Regions from separate parts of the Mus musculus genome. Here region 1 is linked to region 2. A link is a contact called in public Hi-C data. All regions are on one chromosome and are shown on one strand. The core of a region is the stretch at or near the end of the contact, and the rest is flanking DNA. Distances in the headings are between cores, read along the strand shown.

What was found. Hi-C and Micro-C count contacts between places; a contact is called where the count stands out from the background.
Region 1: a Hi-C map of bone marrow-derived macrophages shows a contact between it and region 2, with 22 read pairs. The contact joins the enhancer-like site here to the promoter of 4930444A19Rik in region 2. A contact is called at or near these places in 1 of 39 promoter capture datasets (embryonic stem cells), 1 of 15 datasets of contacts at CTCF or cohesin (the NIH/3T3 cell line), 5 of 484 Hi-C or Micro-C datasets (bone marrow-derived macrophages, embryonic fibroblasts, embryonic stem cells and 2 more), 3 of 115 datasets of contacts at active chromatin or transcription factors (embryonic stem cells, microglia and regulatory T cells) and 3 of 9 other capture datasets (adipose tissue, liver and pancreatic islet).

Annotation. Positions count from the first base shown.
Region 1 is chr1:54,931,614-54,936,768 of GRCm38.p6, forward strand. No RefSeq gene overlaps it. Among named protein-coding and RNA genes, the nearest start is that of Ankrd44, 7.8 kb to the left of the region's middle. Within about 2 kb of position 3,493, at least 16 of the 459 cell types and tissues checked have an H3K27ac peak or open chromatin away from gene starts, as enhancers often do. A contact at or near this core is called in the NIH/3T3 cell line and bone marrow-derived macrophages, where this site is marked.
Region 2 is chr1:54,678,123-54,682,963 of GRCm38.p6, forward strand. It overlaps 4930444A19Rik (a long non-coding RNA gene), which reads left to right and starts at 3,429. Exons shown (of 4, transcript XR_003948660.1): 1 at 3,429-3,800. Ankrd44 (ankyrin repeat domain 44) reads right to left here. Exons shown (of 28, transcript NM_001081433.3): 17 at 2,998-3,069.

The sequences.
Region 1 (5,155 bases), core at 2,243-4,742, 250 kb after region 2:
TCTACCTGTGGTATTTCTAGGGGAAGGGTTTTGCAGTTGAATGGAGTAAGAGAAATCTATTAGGGTGGGGCCTCATGGTTGAAGTATTATTGGCAGTATAAGAAAGGGAATCTCCCCCTCCCCCTCCCCCTCCCCTTCCCCCTCCCCCTCCGTCTCTCTCCCTCCTTCTTTCACACACACACACACACACACACACACACACACACACACACACGTTCCCAGATGACCTCTTTCCGTCTTTCTCCTCTCTCTTTCTGTCCTTCTCTGTCCCTTTTCTTTCTCGGCCTCTACTCCCTTTCCCAGACCCCCTCCCCATGTCCCAAATAAACTTACTTTTATACTAGAAAGTGGGGGAGGAGTCAAGAACAGATACCTACGTATATACAGCACACTCCCTGTTTCTTGCCATGTAACACCCTTTACCCAGTTCAGGATCAGCCAGCAAGAAGGCTGTCAGTAGATGTAACTCCTCCAGAGCTCTGAACTGAAATAAATCTCTTTTCTCTATAACATAGCAAGTCTGTGGCATTGTGTTATTAGCAACTAAAAACATGGATGAAGGCACATTACTAGCAAAAGAGACATTATACTTGCTGTATCCCTTTGGATTTTGGAAGCAAAATACACCATGTATGAGTGTGTGCTCTGACCTATGTACCAAGTAGCCCATACTTGGACTCTTTTCATTCGGGATGCATGGAAATTGTTGGGGATGATTTTGTGCGCGTTTGTGTTCAGATGCTTGTTTCCATACCAACACATCTGGTTGCAGTCCAGACACGAGGGCATGGCCAAGCATCTCCTGTCTCAATGTTATATAAAAATTATTTTCCATCACCTCTGATTGGTTAATAAAGTGCTGACCAGCCAATTAGCTGGGCAGTAGAGAACAGGGTGGGACTTCCAATCCCAGTCAGGGGGTCCCAAAGCAGAGGAGAGGGTAGAGGAAAACCACAAGGAGAAGGTGTGGAGAGACCTGTCTTTCACCAGGAGGATTAGCCATGAGATCGCAATGACAGAACAGCCATGAGGACACAGGTGGACCAGAGCCAGCCAGGGCAAGACCAGATGGCAAGTAACAGTGTAGAAGTTTGTCTGGTTCTTCCTGCCAACCCCATGCTCCCAGAAATAAGACTCAGTCTCAAAATATATTTACAAATACCTTGCCATATAGCTAGGCTCTTCTCTGACTAGATCATAACTTAAAATAACCCATTTATTCTAACCTACATTCTGCCACATGGTTGGTTACTTGTGCTCAGGTACCATGCATCCATCTTGTCACTTCTTCCCTGGGCAAATCTCCTATACCTGGCACTATCCCAGAATCCTTTCTGCCTCCTGGATGTCTCACCTCCTATTTCCTGCCAAAGCCTTTAGACTGTCAGATTTACTATCAACAGGTGCCACATCTACACAGAAACAAGATATCCTCTCTACAATTCACCTTTTTTAGTCCAATAAAAAGTCTCTTTTTTTTTCAATTATAAACTGAATACAACTTGGTGGGTATTAGCAGCATAGTTGGGTTAGAATAGATCAGAATCTGCCAGCTATTACTGCTGCAGCTTGTTAATAAAAATACCAGGTCCCTGTGTCATTTACTCGGGAGCTAAAATGGGTCAGATCAGGAGTAGAAAACACCTTGAAGTTATCTGGGAGCAAAGGAGCATAGAACCCCCCCCCAAGAATTGCTTTTACAGAAAACAATGCTATAGGGGAACCCTATAACTCAGAGGAAGCAAACATTGGAAAGGCCTGTGGCAAATAGAGATGCTCTATGGAGCCTCTGGTGGACTTGATTAAAAGAGCTATCAAGAAGACACTAATTCCAAAGCAAGCCATTTCCTCTCCTACAGATAACTAATCCATTTGAGAAAAGGGATCTGGCTTGCTAACTGAATTTGACCAGCCATGAAGCATCAAGTTTGCAACCTCAGCTGCTCTTAGGAACTGAGTATGTCTGACCTACCAGCCATGTGACTGAGTCCACACCAGCACAATGCCCCCAACACAGAATGTGCACAGAAGAGACTGAGCAGGCTCAGAAAGCATAAGTTGCTTTAGCAGGTAACTTAGATTCATCTGATAATTACTCCTGGTGCTTTTGTCTCCTTGAAGAATTTAAAGCCAATGAAAAGTTTTACAGATGGTACTCAGTGTCTGAGCACAAGCTGGTAATTCCACCCTTACAATGCCAGTGAGGAACTTCCTCAAAGGGAGTCATTTCTGGCAGCAAACCAAATGTCTTCGTCTGACTTGAGAGGTGCCCAGAGACATAGATTGGTGTTCACTCACAGATGCATAGTCAGCAGCCTACAGAAACAGCAAAGATGGAGCAATCGGTAAAAAGGAGACAAGGAGGAAACCTAGATGCGTGCATCCATCCTTCAGAACTGAAGTCCGTGCGCAAGCTCAACAGCTTCTCTGCAGTAAGGTTACCATCGGACAGCATCAGAAATCAACCAATGAGTTCTTATTTCCAAAAGAAACAGGTTGCCCGGTACTGGTTGTTTACACTGCCCTTGCTTGCTACCTTAATATCATGGAGGCACAGTCATTTATTTTCAGTATAGTAGGCGTATAATGTAGGCATTGCTTCCCTCTATGCTCAAAATGTTTCTGACAATAAACACCAATAAACATAGTTTGGACCTTACAGCAAAGCAAATACAGGAGTAGAGTCACACGAATAGAATTTGCCAGTCTTAAGTGGGAGTGGGTGGGTTAGGGAGCAAGGCGGGGGAGGGGGTGGTAATAGGGGACTTTCGGGGTAGCATTTGAAATGTAAACGAAGAAAATATCTAAGAAAAAAAAAGAATTTACCAGTCTTATCCTTGACCTCAGACCACATAGCTAGAGCGGACCTGGACACATGATGGAACCGGATGGCCTACTGAAGACTGAACTCTGGCACCAAATAAGAAAAAGCACAATAAACTTTCATATCCCTTCTTAAGGTAAAGAAAGGGTACTCTGTATGTTTTGAATCAACATACCACATCTAGCAGAAATATTTATCCCAAAACACACAGGTCCAAGAATCAAGCGTAGGGTAACAAGCAGTGGTCACAGGGGTAGAAGTATTTCGTCTCATCATTACATCCCAGAGTCCACTCACACCATTGCTGTTTCTAGAACCTGTCACTTGAGCTCGGCAGGGTCAGAGGTCTTAACACCCAACAAACAGATATTTCTAGCAGAAAACAAAGTAATGGTTCCATTGAATTTTTTTTTTATTATTTACTATATGTAAGTACACTGTAGCTGTCTTCAGACACACCAGAAGAGGGCGCCAGATCTCATTACAGATGGTTGTAAGCCACCATGTGGTTGTTAGCATTTGAACTCAGGACCTTTGGAAGAGCAGTCAGTGCTCTTAACTGCTGAGCCATCTCCCCAGGTTCCACTGAATTTTAAGCCAACCCTGAGTCATTGGTTTCCTTACTCTAGGGGAGCAACAGACAAAAAGGAGGTGTGGCCCTGGGTGGGAAGCTGCATTGTTACTAACAGGAAATCAGTTGACTTCCACACAGAGATTACTGTGAGTGCAGAGAGGACTGTCTGATGTAGAGTTTCTGTGGCAGCTCTTAGCTTTATAGGAGAAGCTTACGGAAAACCACTTTGTTCTGTGCTTTTGAGAATGGATCTCACTCTGTACTCTGTAACCCAGGCTGGCCCCTAACTCGTGACACTCCTCCTGCACTGCCCCCCTGAGTATTAGGATTACCATATAAGCCTCCATGCCTATCCTACAGATAGCTATAGTTCCAAATGTCCAGCACATAATGGTCAGCCCTGAAACCACATACACAAAAGTAACAAAAATGGACTCAACAAGCTGTGTTGATATTTTCTGCATACATATGCATACATATGTATGTAACAATCAAAGAAAACGAGGCTATCAGCTTGAGCGTGGTGGGATGTGGGAGAGGGTGGAGGTTGGGTATCTGGAAGGAGCTAGAGCAGTGGTCCTCAACCTTGCTAATGCTGTGACCCTTTGACTCAGTTACTCAGGTTGGCATGACCTCAACCATAAAAGTTTCCATAACTGTAATTTTGCTACTGTTATGAATCATAATGTAAACCTCGGTGTTTTTCTGATGGTCTTGAGCAACCCCAGTGAAAGGGTGGTTCTACTCCCCAGGGGGGTCACAACCACAGATTGAGTACCCCTGGGCTAGAGGGAGAAAAAGGGGGAGGTGTTGTGATTCTACTTCTTTGAAAATCATATTAAAAAAAAATAAGTAAAGAAACATGGGGTGGATGGGAGGGAGAGAGAAAAACTCTAAGATGGGTTCAGACCCCTTGGGTAGAAGAATACAGGTGACCAGGAAAGGGACGCCTTCTCCAAGACCTGTTATTGACAGCTGCTTCTGGAAGTTATGCTCTCTCTATTTACTTCTTTCTTCAGCCCTCTTACATCTAGTAAGTAGTCTCCATATTGAGTTATTATGTTAAAAATAATATGGTCTGTTTGCCTTCTCCTGATTAGGTCCTGGATAACAGCATAGTTACAGCCCTAGAAAAGAAATCACTGCACATTAAAACTTTAAAACAACAACATTAAGTTTATACAATAAATGGGCTAAATTTCAGGTTCAGATCATTAAACAGACTTTTCACCTCTTAAATATCCAATGGGAGATTTGAGAGCCTGTGTTTCAAAATGCTTTACCCTTCTGACTTCTATCCAGCAAATGCTTGGACTCTCTCCTTTCATCAAGAAAACCAAGCAAGCCCCCTCCAATTTCAAAAGCACCAACTGAGAGGCTACCCAGAGACCTACTGCACTGCTGGAGTAATGGTAACCTGTGATTTTAGTAAGTCTACTCAGTAAGTCTACTCAGCAGCTTACTATATGGTTTTGTTTACTTAATTTCAATTTTTAAAATGTTATAAATATTAGAAACTTGTCTATATGTCCTTATTATATATGAAATGCACAAAAATATGAATATGTATCATTATAGTGCAGGCTGTGGTGTGCTCCCAGTCCCCACATTCAGGGTACCAGCAAATATTTAAAAGAGTCAAATTGGGGTTGGAAAGATGGCTTAGTGGTTAAGTGTACCTGTTGTGCTTCTAAAGGACCTGGGTTCCATGCTCAGCACCTACATGGTGATTCACAACCATCTGTAACTCCAGTTCC
Region 2 (4,841 bases), core at 2,179-4,678:
TAATTTAATTTTTTTCAAGTGGATGAAATGAATATGAAATTCTATCAGCTGATAACCCTGGAGACTCAAATCATTCAGGCAGGAAATAGGAGCTCAAGGCAGGTCAGGTCTCTTTATGGGTCAAGGTTTAGGGGCATCTGGTTCAATTTCCCTGCTAGAATGCTTCCACCCAAGAACAAAATGTTCCAGCAAACCCTAGAGAGGGTGATGAGCGTGTTTATGTGTGTCTTGAAGAAAATAACTTTAAGTGTTAGCATCTAGACTAGTGCTTCAAATCTTTAACACAGTTCCTCACACTGTGGTGACCCCAACCATAAAATTATTTCATTGCTACTTTATAACTGTAATTTTTCTACTGTTATGGTTCCTAATGTAAATATATGATATGCAGAAATACCTGATGTGGGACCCCCAAAGAGGTCAAGACCCACAGGTTGAGAACTGGTGATGTAGCGAGAAGAATGAAATAATTCTAGAACAGGTCAGTTGAGATCGTTCTGGGCAAAGTCACTCTCAATTCTGGCTTTGGCTTCGGTTCTTTTGTAAGTTTGCGATCTTTGAGGCAATTCACGCCACCCTCTTTCATCTCCTCAAATCTCCACAAGTGTTTTCTATTTTTCTCAGAGTAAAAGTCGGAGTTCCCTCTATGGTAGCTACATTGCTGTTCGGTGGACACCCCAAGTCTTCTCTTTCTTAAGAGTTTTACTCTTGTGCCCAGAACCTTCCTCTGTCAGGTAGCAATGTGAATCGCTCTCAGGCCCAATGTGCAAGTGTGACTCTCTGTGCTCTGTAAAAGAGCATTCTACCTGCACCTCAACATTCCATCTCATGGATTCTGTTTTCTTTTCTCTTGTAGCACTTACTGCTGTCTGTCATGCTGTTGCTTGTCTAAGATCTCTCAAGCATGGGGACCTCTCCAAGGACAGAAGCTGGGTCCCTTCCCTGTACTATCTCCTCCTGGAAGGGTGCTTGGCATTGTTCACAGCCAGAGTGTGTGTCACACGGAGGAGAAGACTCATGTGAAAACATGTGGGTGAAGCTGGCTGTTGGCACACACTAGCCATCAGGCACTCCTCTGATTACTTTACCTGGATTAGCTCAAGCTGTTCCCACGATGGCCCCTGAAGACATACTGCTGCTCCTTTCTTCTGATAATGGGGAAACTGAGACACAAGGCCTTAGGTGCCTGGACAACATTACAGAGCTAACAAATAAACCGGCCAACTCAAAAGGGTCTTTAAGCTTTAACTAACTGGCTCCCTGTAATTTGCAGTGGAGAATACCATATTTGGATGAGTTGGTCATGTGAATAGTGTTCTCTGTCTTCTCAGGCCCCTGCCGGCTGAGGCACTACCAAAGCCCAGTCTTTGCCATGACTCTACCACCCTTTTCTATTAGTGGAGATCCAAAGAGCTCAGGAGTGTACCTGGCATGCTAAGCACAAAGCAAGTAATTTTTGAGAGAGAAAAAAAAAAGATGATAGAATTTTTGGACACCTAGAAACTCTCTTCTCAGTAGTAATGCAATCAGCCCCATATCCAAAGGGGTAATACTCCCACGTGGCCCCACCAAGGGCAGCTAGGGCTAGCTACATCTGTGCATACCAAGCTCTGGGGAATCTTTGCTCAGGCACAGCTGACAGCTGCACAGGGATTCTAAAGAGCAGACTTCTCTGCTCTTCCAGCCAACTGCAATGAAGCTTTGTCCACAGGAACACCCACCATCCACTCTCCTTCTCCACTTAAGTCTACCTCCTTGAACTAAGATGGATGGCTCATTTCACAGCATTCAAAATGTATGTGTGCCTGTGCACTTGTTTATGTGTATAGTGGATGTGCTCTTGATGGGTGTCTTAGAGGTTCTGAGTGGGCTTCTGTAGGTGCTCTTCTGTATGTGTGGAGACAGGCAGTGGAGGGTGGGCTCCTCTGGCCCTGGACACTCCCTTCTATAACGGCCTTGTCTCCTCTCATCTTGCATGAATGTCTACCTGTGTCTATTAATGAAACATCCTCTCTAAAGGCTCACCAGAACACTGAAGAAGTGTTTGGGCATCATATAGGTAAACCTTACCAGTTCAATGTAGACCTGGCCCCTTCCCATTCTTCTTGAATCCTGTTCCATTGTATTTACTAAATAAAGATACATCTAATTACCACCTCCACCTCTACCACCAGACCATGACTGAGTGTTCAACTTTCAGCAGCTTGGTGGGCAGGAGAGCTGGCTGTGGCTGGGTATGACTGCCAGGCAGCAGGGGTCTTTCAAACAGCTGCTGATCCCTGAGGGTGAACCAGATACCATTTGAAGCAGGGCTATGGGAGTGATAACTCCCCCAGCCCATTGAAGAGTTTGAGTGTCAAAGATCTTCCCTTTGATTACGGGGAGGTGAAGTGGAGGCTTTGCTAATGAGGACTATAATGGCTCCTCCAGCTCTCTCAGTGTGAGAACTGGAGCCAGAGCCCTCCTCTGAGGCCCAGTGGCAAATCCAGGAAGAATGACAGAGCTGCTATTCTAAACTTGCACCTTCTATTCTCACAGAGTTTTATTTAAAACCCACACAGGTTTTAGCTGTGACATTTGAAAATGTGACATTTGATTATTCCTAGGTCTAATGTTTATGTGTTATTCTATAATCACATCTCTCTAGCTGAGATGTTTCCTTTATATAAAAAATGAATAGAGCTTAAGGTGATCAGATCATATATTACATCTTATGTGGTAACAACTTTATAAAGGCTTCATATTTTTATTTGCTCCCATTCTACAGATGAGGACACTGCGGACAGGGTAGGTAACTATATCTAAGGGCACCAGCTGGGAAGGCAGATCTAGAAGGTGACGTAGTCTCTCTCGAAAGCCCATGCTTTCAACCCTCCTGCTGCTATCATTAACATTGACCATTGCCTTTTGGGGGCTACATCTTAAGACCAGGGTAAGTTTTTGGAACTTGTTCTTTATGAGAAAAACAGAGGAACCTTTCCACAGCTGTTCACTTACTGCTAAGTGGAGTGGACTCTTGAGAGCACCGCCATCTGATTCTTCAAAGCCAGTGTTGGTTCTTTCCAAAAGCTGTGGCGACAAAAAATGAAAAGCAAGAGTCACTAAGGAATTGTGGTTTCTGGACACTAACGCAGACATAAATGAGAGAGGAGGCTTCAAACGCTAAGACATTATACAGAGTATCAGCAAACCAAGGTCAGAGATCAAGAGTCACCCACCTCAAACCGACAGGCAAGCCAAGCATTTATGTTTCCACATCAACTTGGCACGTACTAGCTACTTAAAAAAAAAAAAAATTTGTACTTGAAAAGATGCTCAGCTTTGCTGGTCCAGAAAAGTAATGTACATTACATCCACTGCACTGAGAGAATTCATTATAGTGGAAAATAATAGCTAGTGTTTATTCCATTATCAAACACTCATGTACTAGAAATAACGTCGGAAAGACTGGTGAGTCTCCTTATTGAAATGACATGGATTAGAAAAAGAAATAAAACACAGAGACAAACATAAAACACAGAAGCATCTGCAGTGACATCATGAAAACAAAACAGGGTGGTGGATTATGAGGTGGAGGGTTAAGCCACGGTGACAGAAGGCCTCGCCAAGGTGACATGTAGAGTCTGCAGGCTCTAGAGAGACCATACTGTAACAAGAGAGCACTGGGAGAAGAGCCAATGAAATGTATGGAGTGGACGATATGTTGAATGAGGGGACTGGAGGAACAAGTATCACCTTGCGGTTCGGGAGAGTTAGAGGCTAATGGCAGGCTTGTGGACGACTGCGGGAAGGACACGTGGGTAAGACCCTGTTTTACTACTTCTGCATACTTTTCATTCTAGCAACAAATCCCCAATTAATACTTAGATGAGTGTACCATGAGGTATATATACAGAAATGTATTCATGTCACAAACATTTAATGAATGATTACTACATGCCTAGATGTTGTGCAATGGACTGAAGTTCCAATAGTAAAAGTCAACTTTCTCATGGAGGAAGACACACAATAAGAGTTACAGAGTTCATTATATAGCACACGGTGCTATGAAAACACTGCAGAGATGGGGTCTAAAGGGCTTGAGGGGGATCATACTGCAACTACAGTGCCCAGGGAAGGCCTCAGCAGACACAACACAGACAGACAAACAGACAGAAAGATCGAGATGCCATGATCTGAGCAGAATATATGAAGAGAAACAAAGGGTAGGCTCACCCCTTCTGATCCTCTTTCTCTTGCCTTCAAATTCTTTTTCACATGTGGGGTACATACAAAGGGCACAGCAGTCCAATATCCAGAGCCTGGATGGCTGTGTGGTGATCACAATGGCTAGTGATGTCCACGCCAGACTCTCCTGGTGGGTGGGCATGGACTGCCCTATGTGGCATAGGTTAGACAACTCAAAAATGACATTTTCTAGATAACACCTTGTCTAGAGCAAAGGCTCAAGACAAGAAATAAGTTCTGGCAATGAAATGCACTAATTGAATGTTGGAAGACAGAAACTGATAGACTAAGCTCCTGTCATTCTGAAGGGGAGCCCAGTTGTGGAGTTGTGTTTGCTTGTCTTTCAGCTTCTCATGCACAGGCCACAGAACAGTGAGAGTAGAGAAGAAAGAGGAGATGATACCCGACATCCATGATGAGGGCAGGGTGCATCCAGCCAGAAATCTGGATGGCTCTAGAGGCAGAAGTGTCCCTACATATCAGCAAAGGTGTGTGTCTTTGAGTCAGACACTGTAGTGGCTGCCTTCGGATTCGCTCTCTCCAGTATTATGGGAATGAGGTAGCCAGTACGATACATCAGTTCAGGCTTGTTCCTAGAGGTCCAGCCTAGACTC